Regions from separate parts of the Sus scrofa genome. Here all the other regions are linked to region 1. A link is a contact called in public HiChIP or PLAC-seq data. All regions are on one chromosome and are shown on one strand. The core of a region is the stretch at or near the end of the contact, and the rest is flanking DNA. Distances in the headings are between cores, read along the strand shown. Region 1 holds the start of KCNQ4 (potassium voltage-gated channel subfamily KQT member 4). Region 2 holds the start of NFYC (nuclear transcription factor Y subunit gamma). Region 3 holds the start of CITED4 (cbp/p300-interacting transactivator 4).

Evidence for each region. HiChIP or PLAC-seq counts read pairs in DNA pulled down with a chosen protein or histone mark.
Region 2: a contact with region 1 is called in an H3K27ac HiChIP or PLAC-seq map of skeletal muscle. The contact joins the promoter of NFYC here to the promoter of KCNQ4 in region 1. A contact is called at or near these places in 1 of 5 promoter capture datasets (fetal skeletal muscle) and 1 of 2 datasets of contacts at active chromatin or transcription factors (skeletal muscle).
Region 3: an H3K27ac HiChIP or PLAC-seq map of skeletal muscle shows a contact between it and region 1. The contact joins the promoter of CITED4 here to the promoter of KCNQ4 in region 1. A contact is called at or near these places in 8 of 47 Hi-C or Micro-C datasets (embryonic fibroblasts, fetal heart ventricle, fetal skeletal muscle and 4 more) and 1 of 2 datasets of contacts at active chromatin or transcription factors (skeletal muscle).

What each region holds. Positions count from the first base shown.
Region 1 is chr6:170,398,978-170,403,505 of Sscrofa11.1, forward strand. KCNQ4 (potassium voltage-gated channel subfamily KQT member 4) reads right to left here and starts at 2,557. Exons shown (of 13, transcript XM_021096972.1): 1 at 2,229-2,557. The coding sequence starts at 2,542. LOC106507678 (a long non-coding RNA gene) reads left to right here and starts at 4,067. Exons shown (of 2, transcript XR_002345272.1): 1 at 4,067-4,528.
Region 2 is chr6:170,483,473-170,488,000 of Sscrofa11.1, forward strand. It overlaps NFYC (nuclear transcription factor Y subunit gamma), which reads right to left and starts at 2,540. Exons shown (of 10, transcript XM_021096986.1): 1 at 2,323-2,540. It overlaps LOC110261254 (a long non-coding RNA gene), which reads left to right and starts at 3,035. Exons shown (of 2, transcript XR_002345276.1): 1 at 3,035-3,096.
Region 3 is chr6:170,322,799-170,327,326 of Sscrofa11.1, forward strand. CITED4 (cbp/p300-interacting transactivator 4) reads left to right here and starts at 1,989. Exons shown (of 3, transcript XM_003128106.4): 1 at 1,989-2,465; 2 at 2,468-2,588; 3 at 2,591-3,342. The coding sequence starts at 2,262. The coding sequence ends at 2,826.

The DNA of each region.
Region 1 (4,528 bases), core at 1,307-3,806:
GCTCCCACAGGCCCTTGCGGCTCACCAAGCTCTTGCCCGCCCCTTGCCTCATCCAAGAGGGTGGCCCGAAAGGCTGGGGTTTTCTACCCACTTTGACGGCCCAGGAGATCTAAAGCTTAGAGAGGCACAGTGATCAACCCAAGATCACACAGCACACAAGAGCTGGCGTTCCTGACCCCTCCACCCCTTCTGAGCTCTGAGATCCTCAAATGTCTGGTTGTTTTCACGCCACGTTTCCTCTCCCAGAACTCCCGAGAGATGCCTCGTCCCTGGGCTCCTGGGGACAAGTGGTCAGAACAAGCATGTCCCTGGCCAGGGCATTCCTGGCATCCAGAAAGGGCAGGATGTGGGGCAAAGGTATTAGCGGATTTAGCTCCTGGAGAGGAAGGAGAGGCCCCTTCAGAGGAGGTGAAGACAGAGCTGGCCAGGGGACGCGAGGCGAGTCCTTCACCTCCAGTGACCCTCGTAGGGGCCGTGAGGCCAGGCCTGGGCACCGCGGACCCCACCTCAGATGCCTCTTGCTTCCCCAGGCCCAGCCCTGCCTTGGAAAAGTCCCCTCCCAAGAGGGGCCTGTGGAGGACGCAGCTGCTCCCTGCAGAGTGTCTCACCCTCCCTGGGCACCAGGCCGCAGAATGGGCAAGGGTGCCATAGCACAGCTGCTCTGAACTAGCAGTCCCTGCCCCTCAGGCCCAACTCCACCGCCCCTGCTCCCCTGCCCAGCGCAGGGCACTCCAGCAGGCCTCTCTGCCCGAAAAATATTCATCCGCGCCCTCCCGGGGGCACTGGGGGTTGGGCTACTCCCAACCATTGACCCTGACCCTAAGGCCTAACCTCACACCCCGAGCAATCTCAGCTGCCCCCGCCCCCATCTAGCCCACCTGAGGTCTCTGCCCAAAGTCGCAGCTGCCACCCCCGGGGGGCATAGAGGCTGGAAGAGCTCCCTTCCTCCAGCCTCCCTGTGCTCAGGGGGCTCCACATCCCCCTTCCTCTCTGACTCTACAGGGCAGAGACAGGCAAGCACGCAGCAGAGGGTCAGGCGGGAACCAAGACCCAAAGACAAGCGGAAACAGACAAGTAGAAGAGTGAGAGTCAAGCGGCCGGGCGGGCTAGACGGATGGACAGGCACCCAGGCAACCGGACAGGCCAGCGAGGGATGGAAGCAGACAAGCAGAAGGACTGTTAGGGAGAGAGACAAGGAGACAGGACAGCTCCCACCCGGGACCACCCAGGAGACCCCAGGACCCGAGGGCCCTCTCTGGGGGCAGCAATAAGGGATGGATTTCGGCACATTTTCCAAGGACAGGAGGTCTCTCTCGGGCACCTGCGAGTGTCTGAGCGCCAGGCCCAGCCCTTCAACTGATATCCGCGGGGCCTCTCATGTTCCCAGCTGGGCCAGGCCGTCCCCCAAGACTCGGCTCTGAGCTGCCAAAATTCACTCTCTACATCCAAGAAGGGCCAGTGTTTTTGAAAGTTGTAGGAGCCTGGGGAGGCGGGGGAGGGGGCCGGCAGCATGGGTGTTTCCAAACCTAGCTCTCTCCCCTTCCTTTCCCCAGGGGGTACCCAGAGCCAGGCCTGGTGCAGCAGCCCGCGAGCTGGGCAGGCTAGCTGGCAGAGCCTGCAGGGCAGGCGGCACGGCCCGCTGCTGGCTGCTGCCGCTGGGAAGTTGAGGGTGGAGGGGAAGGCTGAGTGAAGACAGCCCACTCACGCCAGGGGCAGAACTCTGGTGGCTCAAGGGGACCCCCGAACACCTACAGTTGGGGGCCAGCCCTGGGCTGGGGTGGAGGTCGTCCCTGGAGAGGGCCCTCTCTGAGGGCAGCTCCTATGGGAGCCCACGGCAGCTACAGAGCTGGGGAGAGGGCGACAGAAAGTGTGTGTGTTGGCGGGGGGAGACAAAGGGTCCTCTTTGCGGCGGGACACAGGAAGACAGAAGTGAGGAAGAGGGAAGGGGAGCTGCACTTTACTGGCCCCAGACTGCAGAGAGATGGGGAGCAAGAAGCCAGATGTGGGGAGCACCTGGGACAGAGGAGCAGGGGCTGGAGCTCCGGATGGAAGTTAGGAGGAGGTGGGGGGGGGTCAGAAGCGAGGTCGGGCCGCGGCTGGGACTTGGGGCGTGGGGCCGAGGGTCGGGCTGCGGCGGGAGCAGAGGGACGGGGGTCTGCGGACCCCGGGGCCTGGGGGTGCGGAGGCAGAGCGCGGGCGCGGCCGGGGACGCGGGGGCGCGAACTCACATGAAGACGTGGTAGACGAAGGCCCAGCCGCGGGGTCGCTCCAGCACGTTGTAGACCCAGTTCTGCAGGCGGCGGTAGCGCTTGTGCGCGGCCGAGGAGCGCTGGCCGCAGGCGGAGCCCGGCCCCGGCCCCGGCCCCGGGAGGGGTGCGCCCGGCGGCAGGGGGCTGCCCAGGAGGCCCAGGCGGCGCGGGGAGCCGCCCCCGCCCGCCTCGCCGCGCTCGCTCCGCACGGCCGTGAGCGCCACCAGCTCGGCGCGGGGGGCGTCCCCGGTCGGGGGGGCCCGGCCGAGGCGGCGGGCGGGGGCCTCGGCCATGGGCGGCGCCGGGCGGGCGGGGTGGGGGGTGCCTGGGGCCCGGGTCCGGTCCGGTCCGGGGCGGGGCGGGGGCGCGCTCTGGGCGCTCAGCGGCGCATGGCTCGGACCCGGGACCGGCTGGGCGTCCCGGGGCGGGCGCGGGCGGCGGCGGGGGGCTAGGGGCCGGGCCGGGGCCGCGCCGGGGCCGAGGGCGGGCGCTCGGAGCCGGGGGGCCGCCGGAGCCCGCGCTGGCCGCCCGCTTCCCCGGCGACTGGGGCGGCTCTTTCCGACTCCAACTCTCTTATTACGCGCTCCATGCCGCTCGCCTTTCCACCTGCCGCCGGCGCGCCGCTCACATGTCAGCCTCGGGCCGCCCCTCCCCCGCCGCCCCGCCGCCCCCGCCCGCCCCGCGGCCGCCTTCCCAAATCGGGAGGGAGCGAGCGAGCGGCGCGGCCGGGCGGAGGGCGGGGACGGGCAGCGAGGCGGCGGCCGGGCCAGCCGGGGCGGGGACCCGACCGCTCGGCGGCCGGCGGCGGCGGCCCGGGGGCCAGCGCCGGGGCCGGAGCCGGCCGGGGCCCGCGGCGAGGCGGCCTGCGCCGGGCTGCGCGGTCCCCGGGGCCGGGCCGGGCCGGGCCGGGCCGGGGGCGGGCCGCCTCGCGTGCGTGGAGGCGAGGGGGGCGTGGAGGCGCGGCCGCCGTCGAGGACGGGGCGCGCGTCCCGTGGAGTTGGGGCGTGAGCGCAGGCAGTGCGCGCGGCTCGGCGAACTGCGGGCATCGGAGGCAGGGGGGCCGGGCCGCGGGGCGCGCTGCGGGGCGTGTGAGTGTGCCCGTGCCGCGTGTGGCCCGGTGCGCTCGCGCCTGAAAGACCTGTGTGTGTGGCACAGCGGGTCTCAGGTGTGTCGGCCTCTCCTCCCACTCCCCCCTGCCTCCGAGCTTCCCTTCTCCGCGGGGTTGGGGTCGGGGCGGCGGCGGCGGGGGGGGGGATCCCGCTTAGGCACCACCGCCCCCAGGAAGAGCCTGTTCTGATCCGGGGGCGGTGGGGGGGCTGCTCCACGCCAACCCAGGCGCTCGCGCTCCCTTGCCGCGCTTCCAGGCGCAGGGCACACGCGTGTTGGGAGCTGAGCTCTGAACCGGCGCGGAGGGTGCACAGCCTCCCCCCCAAAGAAGCCCATACAAAGCGGGGAGACGTGCCCCCCTGCAGTCCCCTCTCCGGCTGGGAAGGTCTCGGTGCCTGACCCGCTCCCTCTAGCTTTGGGGGAGGCCCTTTCGTTCCTTCTAGCCCTCTTGGCTCAGCTCAGAGAGGTCTTTTGGGTTTCCCGAGCCTCCTTCCCTCTCGTCCTAAGGGGAGCTTCGGCCTCGCCAGCCGCTGCCTCCGCACGCCCTGCCCCAGGGTGAAGCGCTTCCGCAGCGAACTCTTCCCGGTTCCTCCGGGAGGATCTCGGGGGACGGAGCCCGAGCGGGAGGGGCATGGAGGGGGGCGGGAAGGCGAGCTCGATTCTCAGCTGTCAGCAAAGGCAGCATTGATCTGCTGCGCGCCAGCGGGGGAGGGAGGGAGGGAGGCAAAGCGGCCTGGCAGGCAGGGAGGGGGCTGCCGGGACTTGGCAGGGGTCCCCAAACGGCGCTTGGCCACGGCTTGCCCTGCTCCAGCAGTGACGCGTTTCCCTCTGCACAGGGGCTGCCTCTGAGGTCTGACCTGCATCTCCCTGGCTGCTCCTGGCTCTGGGTGCACCCCAGGGCCCGAGCCTGGTGTCCCCGTGGAAGGTTTCTGGACGCCAGGGCCCAGCTACGGATGCAAAGCCTGGGCTGGGTCGACCCCTCTCCCTGCCCGCTGAAGCTGGCGCCCCCTAGACAGGCAGCGCTGCTCTCTGGCTCCGAGGGACAGCCGGACTGGGCTTCCTAAATTTGGGGCCCTGGGGGGGGGCGGGGGGGGGCGGGACTAAGGTCTGGGGACTTGCCTGGTGGGAAGCAAAGCAGTGGCAAGGGGTCTGGGGTGTTTTCTGGGTTTTTT
Region 2 (4,528 bases), core at 1,290-3,789, 84 kb after region 1:
ATAGAGTATGATAATATGAGAAAAAAGAATGTATACATGTATGTGTAACTGGGTCACCTTGCATAAGTAGAAAATTCACAGAACACTGTAAACCAGCTATAATGGAAAAAATAAAAATCATTATAAATAAAAAAAAAGAAAAGAGGAGTTTCCATTGTGGCTCAGTGGTTAGCGAATCCGACTAGGAACCATGAGGTTGTGGGTTCGATCCCTGGCCTTGCTCAGTGGGTTAAGGATCCGGCGTTGCCGTGAGCTGTGGTGTAGGTTGCAGACACGGCTTGGATCCCACGTTGCTGTGGCTGTGGTGTAGGCTGGCAGCTGCAGTTCCAATTCAACCCCTAGCCTGGAACCTCCATATGCCATGGGAGCGGCCCAAGAAATTGCAAAAAGACAAAAAAAAAAAAAGAAAGAAAGAAAGAAAGAAAGAAAGAAAAGAAAACCACAGGAGTTTCTTAAAATCAGAATAAAAACTGAAGTGTTAACATCTATCTAAAGCTGAAAGAACCGCCTAAAATAGACAAGGAAAAATAAATTGGGACAACACAGAGGTTTACCATAAAAGTGTTTCCATGATCCCCAAACCTTGGGAGGAGCAAATGTAAAACAATCCAAGTCACTACAGTTCAACAGAAAAGGAATGTACCCCCAACAAGCTGCCTCTAATGACTCCCGATTAGAACAAAAGTTTTTTGAAATATGAACCAAATAGAGCTGACAAGTTCTGTTACTTAAGACAAGATGCAAGAACATATGCACTGGCATATTTTCATCCCAGGTTACTTATTTAAAACAATTTTTTTTCTTAAAGTGCCTATGAGGGTGGGTGTTTTTTTTTAGGCACACATAAAAGGAAATAAATGAGCCAAGATCCAGGCTCTGTCAAGCTCTCTTCCACTGAAGAGGAACCTAACAATATACTTTCAAACAAATAACTGTCAAATAGCTGATATTTGCTAGAAAGAATAGCTTTGGAAATCTGGGAACTCAGCCCTGACCTCTATCTTTCCTAGAGCAGTAAAACTTCATATAGAACATTTCAAAACTAGTTGTATGGTCCTGAGACCTGATAATTTATAATTACACTAATATAATTCTCAAATGTGACAATGTTTCCAAAAATGCTTCTACCGTTTCACTCCTATAGATTTGTTACTATTTAATGCTGTGCCTCCTATGTTCCGCATTCAACCATGCTTTCCTATCCAACAGAATCCCTCTCTTAGCCTGGGTCTGTTTATTTTCCTCCTCACATCCCAGGTCTGGTAACTGTGGATGGACTCGAGGGCTCCACCGAAAACCTCAATGTTCCAACACTGGCACGCCAGCAAAATTCCTGATCTGATCCTACTGTTCGGATATGTCGCTAAGGCCCTGATGCCCTCTCCTCCATGGCCTCAGACCTGACATCCACCGACATCAGGGTCACTCACTACCTGTGTTACACTCCTGCATCTAAGTCTAGCATCCCTGCATCTCGGTGATTCCCTCAAGCTGTAACTAGGGTTTAAGCGTTTCCAAGCCTGGCACCCTTGCAGCTTGCACGCCCCTATCCCGGACCATGCATGTTCCACGGAGGATACCTCTGGAATTTGGAGTGCCTCCCATTCCCGGCCATGCACAGGAACACAGGCTACCCCCGAAGTGACTGCCAGACCACCACCCTCTCTGCCCCCTGAAGGCCTTTACGGCTCGCTCCCAACCTCCTCCCCACGCCTGCGCCGTAGGAGGTCACCGTCCTGCAGCCCGAGCCCAAGACGCGCGCATCCCTACAGCCTCCGATCCCTTCCTCACCCCCTAGGCCGGAGCCAGCGCGACCAATAACGTGCCAGGTCCGCGGCCTCCCCGCCACCGACCAATCACGAGCGAGCCCCCCCGCAGTCGCCTTCCGCCAATGGGAGAAAGCCCGCGGGCCGGGCCGACAAGCTCACGGACCCCACGAGCGCAGCGGAGGCGACAGCGGCGGGCCCGGCGAGGACACAACATGGCGGCGGGCAGGCCGAACCGAACTGCAGCAGCGGCCGCGCGAGGGCAGTGAGGGCCGCGCCGAAGGCGGGAAGCGCCACCCCTCCCCCCGCCGCCGCCGCTCCCCGCTCCCGCTCCCTCCCGCGGACGCTCCCGCACACTCACACGCCTCCTCAGGAGTCCAGCGAGGAGCAGGAGCCGCCCCCGCGCCCTTGCGGCGTCGGGCAATGCAGAGACCTGGGCGCGGCGGAGGGGAGGGGGACGCGTGCGTCACGGAGAACGGAGCGCGCGCGAAGCGGGGGCACAAACAAGATGGCGGCCACGCCGTTTGCCCCGTCTCCCCCCTTCCCCTCCCCCCACCTTGGCGCCTTGACTCCCAGTGTCTTTAATACGCAGAAGCTAAGTTGCTTGAAGTCTCGCGAGAATTGCGAAGGGCGGCGGCACGGTGAGGCGGGATGAGGCGTGAGGCTTCTGGCCCCGCCCCTCGAGGCGGTCCGGAGGCGTTTGCGCTGCGACCTCCTAGGAGGAGCCGTCGCCGAGAAGCTGTCCTGTGTGCACACTTAGGAATTTTAGGGAATAAGCAGTTGTTGTAGGTCTTTTTTTTTTTTTTTTTTTTTTTTTTTTTAATTTGAGAGAGAGGAGCTGAGGGATGGAGGGCGACGTGGGAATGCCAGACTAGGGCGCCGTTAAAGAAGTTAGCTACCTGCACCGCGAAAGGGGGTTCTAACCCCAAAACTGAAGTGGTGTGTTCCACCAGAAAGAACAGCGCTTCCCAAGAATGGTCAGCTTGTAGCCTTACCTCAGCAGGGACGTTGTTTTCCTCACTCGAATGCAGTTTAAAACTTCTTCAAAAACTGGTGGAAACTGAACTGCAATGAGCATTACAACTTTTTCATATTTAGCTCTCTAAATCGACACAACAACTTAGTCCAAAGGCGTTATCATTATTTCCTTTTTTTTTTGCTTTTTGGGGCCGCACACGCGGCATGTGGAGCTTCCCAGGCTGGGGGTCTAACTGGAGCTACAGCTGCAGGTCTACACCACGGCCACAGCAACGTGGGATCCAAGCGGCATCTGCGACCTACACCACAGCTCACGGCAACGCTGGATCCTTAACCCCCTGAGCGAGACCAGGTATCGAACCCACAGCCTCCTGGTTTCTAGTCAGATTCGTTGCCGCAGCACCACAACAGGAACTCCATTAGCATTATTTCTTTCTTACAGGTGATGGAACTGAAGCGCAGAGGGTTAAATAATTTGATCAAGTCTCTGCAGCTCAAGTATCAAAGCTCCACTTGAATAGCTCCCAAACCTTTAAAAAAATGCATCGAATATATTTGAATGGCATTATCTACGGACAGTTCCTGTCAGGTAGCAAACACAGAGAGAAATGAGACTGCCCCTGCTGGTAGTTACCATGAATTTTACGAAGGATCTTGGAGCCTCTCTGAGGAGCCACTTGGAGCCACCCCTGCAGGGTCCTCAACCATAACATCAATATGTTGTTTCCTTCCTTTGAGTTCACGACCCTGGTGATAAAGAAGTAGAGCAGAGCGGAATTAACCCTTAACTCGAATTCAGGAACATTGTCTGCAGCCCTAACAAATCTCACTCCAGGCACTCAATCAATATTTGATGAGTGAATGAACAAAACCTAACTAGTTACAAGACATCTGACTTCCCTGAGTCTCAGATTTCTTCATCTGTAAAACGATCTAATTCCTACCTCCTGGGAGTGCTGGGGAGATGGAATGCAATTATGTAAGGGAGAATATATAAATTGCAAAAGTGTAAAGAAGTTAGTGGTAATATTTTCAGACAGAAATGGCATAAAAAGTTAAAAACAGACTTAAAATAAGAAATAGTCATGCTGGAGTTCCCGTTGTGGCTCACCAATAATGAATCCGACTAGTATCCATGTGGCTGTGGGTTCGATCCCAGGCCTTGCTCAGTGGGTTAAGGATCCAGTGTTGCTGTGAGCTGTCATGTAGATTACAGATGCAGCTCAGATCTGGCATTGCCGTGGCTGTGGCGTAGGCCGGCATCTGTAGCTCTGATTGGAACACTAGCCCCCCTGGGAACTTCCATATGCCACAGGTGTGGCCATTAAAAAAAAAAGTATATTGAAAGAAGAAAAAGAGAGCCAAAAAAAAAAAAAAAAACAGAGGACTAGTATGTTGAGATAGAAAAGCTTAGCGAATGGAAAAAATGCTACGTAAATCTCTACAAATATTTAATGAGCAATTATGGCATGTACTATGCTTGTGCAAAAACAAAAGTGCAAGAAGCAACACAATTATACTTGTAAAAGCAAAGTAAAAATGTGTAGGAAGCAGCACAAATTAGGATTATTAGTGATCATTATAATGAAGTGTTGACACTATATAGAGGCTGCAGTCGGTTTCCCTCGGAATTAAACTAATAAAAATGTACACATTAAAAGAAGTTAGCCAAGGGTGCTAGTAAACGCCTGTAACGACGACGGGTCGTGCTCAAGCACCGTCTGCTCAGGGGAAGTCAGGAAGGGTCTTCCCCGCTAGAGGTTAACCCTTCGGTCGCCAGGCTG
Region 3 (4,528 bases), core at 739-3,238, 77 kb before region 1:
GGATCCGTATTCATGCCCTAAGTGGTACCTTCACGAGCAACTCCTCCTTCTGGCCTCCTGATTCCATTTTAGCGACATCCCTTTATTAATTTTTCAGTCAGTAACTTTCATTAGCTTCTCAAGACTCAGTGGATCCCCAAAGCTTAAAAACCACTAGCAGATCAATACCTGGCATAGAATAGGCGCCCAAACAAATATTTATGGACTAAATTAAAGACCTTTTAAAACATTTCTCACACACACACACACTTAAAAAAAAAAAAAAAAGGAAAATCTTCTAGTGGCACAACGGCTCCCAAATCTTCAGACCATACAAATTTATGATTCCAAATACCCTCCCAGAATCTGAGTCAGGAGGCTGGATGGAGCCAGAGATTCAGGATTTTTCAAAGCCTCCTCTTCCTCTGTACCACCACCCTCCCCTTGCTGAGTCTGAGGTGCAGCCATGTTTAGGAATTTCCATTTGACACTTTTATTAAAGACAGACTCCGGGGGAGTCAATTCCCATGTGTGTAGCTTTTACACTTTGCCAAAAATGTGACTGCATCCATGGTCACTTGTGACCTTCTCACAAGCTCTCAGGTGACTACAATCTCCCTTTTACTGAGTAGAAAGCTGAGGCCCTGGGGAAAAAAGTGACACCCTGCCCCCCAACACCCAACGGTCATACTGCTGCGGGTGGTAGAGACACGATTAGAACTTGAGCCTCTGGCTTCTCATGCTACGGTTCTCCTGTCTGCACCAGCTGGATAAACCCAAGTTCCAGGAAATCCCAAGGACGCTACCAGCAGCGGGGAGCCAGAGAAGGGAGGGGCGGAGTGGCAAACAGGAGAAGGGCAAGGTTCCAGAAGGTTGTCTCTTGGCCACCAGGAGAGACTCCAGCTGCTCTAAGGACACGGCTAACTCTGGCTGCGTATGACCCTAGGACAGTCAGTTTCCGTGCCTCGGTCTTCTGATCTGCACAATGGGATTGATAATCCATGCACTGCCCCCAGTAAGGTGTGCGTAGAATGTATAGCATTCTAAACATCCACCTTCTAACTATTGCTATCACGGGAAGGGCAACATCCCCCACTCAGAAGGTCCCTAGGGACAGAACTAAATCCAGCTTTTCATTCATTTGAGGAACATTTTTGAGCACCTACTGCACGCCAGGCACTGTGCTGGGCACCGTGCACACACCACCTCCTTTAACTCTCACAGCAACCCAGTGAGTTTGGTACTGTCGTTGCCCCATTTTACGGATGAAGAAACGAGTGCAGGGGAATGAGGTGCAATTCATTTGATCGTCTGTTGATTCACCCAACTTTTACTGAAAACCTGCCCTGAGCTATAGGCTCTGGGCCAAGGGCTGAGGACACAAGGATGAACAAGTCCTTCAGCAGGCATGCCCATAAATTACTTTAATAACGACTCAGTACGTGCTTTCACAGACAAGGGCGCAGGAGCCGAGGGAGGGTAACTGGGACTCCTGGGATTATGGAGTCGGGCAGCCGACTGTCCGGGGAACTCTGCGCCGCAAAGGTGTCCTTGCCCTGTGTAGAGGCGGCAATCAAAAGGCCTGGGTTCGAGTCTCCCTTCTGTCCAGGCTTTACTTTGTATTCCCAGGAAACGCCTTCTGCCTCTCCAGCTTTCTTCATCTGGAAAATTGAGAGGGTTGAGAGGTTGGGCTTGTGATCCTGCAGTTCAGGGGGCCTAGTAACTCCTCTACCCCTCGCACTCCATCTTCTGGTCTGTTCAAGTTTGGCCCCATCTAGCCCTGAGACTGAGCCTAGGGCAGCCAGACCAAGCCTTTTGCAAAGTGCCAAACACCAGGCTTCGGGACAGACCTCAAAGCCCCAGGGGGCGGGCCTAAGGTCCAAAGGGCGGAGCTGGGACAGGAACCCGGCCGAGACCTCCAGGAGGCGCGGCGCGGCGGGCCCGCCCATCGTCTCACCCAGCCAATGAGCGCTCGGGGGCGGGGCACCCCGCCTCTGGGTATAAGGCTGCGCGGAGGTCGCGGGCGCGTCGCTGAGCTCTCGCTGCCGGACCTGGTGGCTGAGCAGGGTCGTTCTCGCCTTGAGCTGGGGCGCACGGGAGCTCTGAGTTCGTGCGTCCTGGGCTGCGCAGAAGCACAGGTCGGGTTCGGATTTCCTTTGCCCAGCTAGGGTGCAGAGAGGGCACGGCGCCCGGATCCCTCGGCGCAGAGGAACCGCTGGTCCGGGCCGGGGGACGCCCGCGCTGACCCCTGGTCCGCAGCCGCCAGCAGCCGGCCGGCCGTCATGGCAGACCACCTGCTGCTCGCCGAGGGCTACCGCCTGGTGCCCAGGCCACCGCCTCCCGCGCCGGCCCAAGGCCCTCACGTGCTCCGGACGCTGCAGCCGTACTCGGGCCCCGGCCTGGACAGCGGGTTGCGGCCGCGGGGGACTCCGCTGGGCCCGCCGCCGCCGCCCCCACCCGGGGCTCTGACGTACGGGGCCTTGGGCCGCCGCCGCCAACCTTCCAGTCCTTTCCGGCTGTGCCGCCGCCGCCGGCCGCCAGCGGCGCGCACCTGCAGCCCGTGGCGACGCTGTACCCAAGTCGCGCGACCGCGCCCCCCGGCGCCCCGGGAGGCCCCCGGGCCCACAGCCGGCGCCCGGAGCCCCAGCTCCGCCACCGCCGCCACCCGCGCACGCTCTGGGCTGCATGGACGCCGAACTCATCGACGAGGAGGCGCTGACGTCGCTGGAGCTGGAGCTCGGGCTGCACCGCGTGCGCGAGCTGCCCGAGCTCTTCCTGGGCCAGAGCGAGTTCGACTGCTTCTCGGACTTGGGTTCGGCGCCGCCCGCTGGCTCGGTGAGCTGCTAAGCGACGCCTGCCCGGCGTGGCCGAGAGAAGGGGGCCGGCCCCGCCGGACTCGGCACCCAGCGCCGGGGCCCCGGCACGCACCTTCCGTGAGGGTGAGGCAGCGGTTCGCGCACCGAGCCGACGCCGGGCCGGGACGCCGGGCCTCACTGCAGGCCCTGCTTGCTGCAGGATGACAGTTTGGGTTCATCTCTCTGACCCGGAGCCACAGGGCTAAAGCGAAGGGGTCTGGACGCCCCTTGCAGCCTCCCAGCTCTTGGATTCTGTATGCTCTCCTCTCGGATCCTCCAACCCAGCTCCCCAATCTGAGCCATTCCAGGCCTCTGCCTGATTCCCCCTCTCCTCGCGCAGCCCACGGTGTTCACTGGGTCCCGGGAGCCGCCCACCCGCCTGGCCCCGCCCTGGCGGCCTGGGTCCTGAGGTCGTTCGTTGGGCCTCCCGCTCTGGGGAGGGGCAGGTTGTGCAGCCCTCACCCCTGCAAGTGGCCTCCAACACCAAATAAAACTGGGTCACTTTCCAGTCTGGCGTGTTCATTTCCTTATCACTCCAGCCCTAGGCTATATTTGGCTCCTAGAGTCCTGAGGCTGTTGGAGACCCTGGGTGGGGTGGAGGCCACATCCCCCGGCAGTGGCCAGGAGAGGAAACTGACGGTTGCTTTTGAAAATGCCTGTGCGTGGTGCAATCGTCCTGTCATAATCTGGAAGGCAGAGGCTGCCGCCACCCCGTAACCCAAGGGTGAAGGCGGGGGCTCCTGGGAGGGGTGGAGGGAGCTTGGGGGTGCGGCCCTCCCTGTTGGCTCTGCAGGCAGGCCGGCCGGGAGCTGGGTATACCCGAAGGCTTGGACAGCCCTGGCTTTGAACCCGGGCTCTCCCCCTTGTTCTGGGCGCCATCCATTCAGGTTTCTGAGGCCATTTCCTCGGAGGGACAGTGGATCCGCGTCTTAGGTGGCCGTGAGGGTCGCATGCCATGGGCGGCGTTTAGCGCAGTGCCAGGCACGCGGGGCCTCCGTAAATAATAGTGGTGGTGATTTCACAGTAATAGTCATCCCTCGAGGAGTCACAGTCCAGGTGGGAGGAGGGGACGACAGGCCTGGAAACCCACTCGTCTTGGGACAAGGAAGAGAGGGATGCGGACTAGAAAACAGGCAGGATGCCTAGCGGGCAAACCCAGAAGAGGAAGCATCTTCAGCTGGCTGGGGGTCCGGCCAGTTCAGGCTTGGGGAGGTGGGGACATTTGATCGGGTGAGCAGGGCCTTCAAGGATGAGTCTCGGTAGGACTTGGAAAAGAAGGTGTGCAAGCAGAGAGCCGGCTCAAGGCAGGGAGGCTGCCAGGCCGGGGCCTGGGCGGTAAAGCATGGGGCCTCTCACAGGGACAACAAAGGTCTCTTGGTTTTCCGGGGACTGAGAAGTAGGCACGGTCCTCGTTCTGCAGGTGAGGCATCTGGACTCTGGTCCAGACCTGGCAGAGTCTGGCCTCAGTCCGGAGCAGCAGCGTATGCTCCTGCCCACCCTCTGCTGTTGCCTCTCTCTGGAAAGATCCCTAAGTGCTTCTGAGGTGCGGGAGAAAGGCAGGAAGAGAGGGCTGGAAGGCAGGGAGGAGAGGCGGAGGACCGGGCTAGGACAGGCAGGGGGGCTGGAGAGGAGAGTGAATTCCAGAGACTTGGTGGAGAGGAGCACAGAGCTGTGACCTGTGCCCTGCGGCTGGC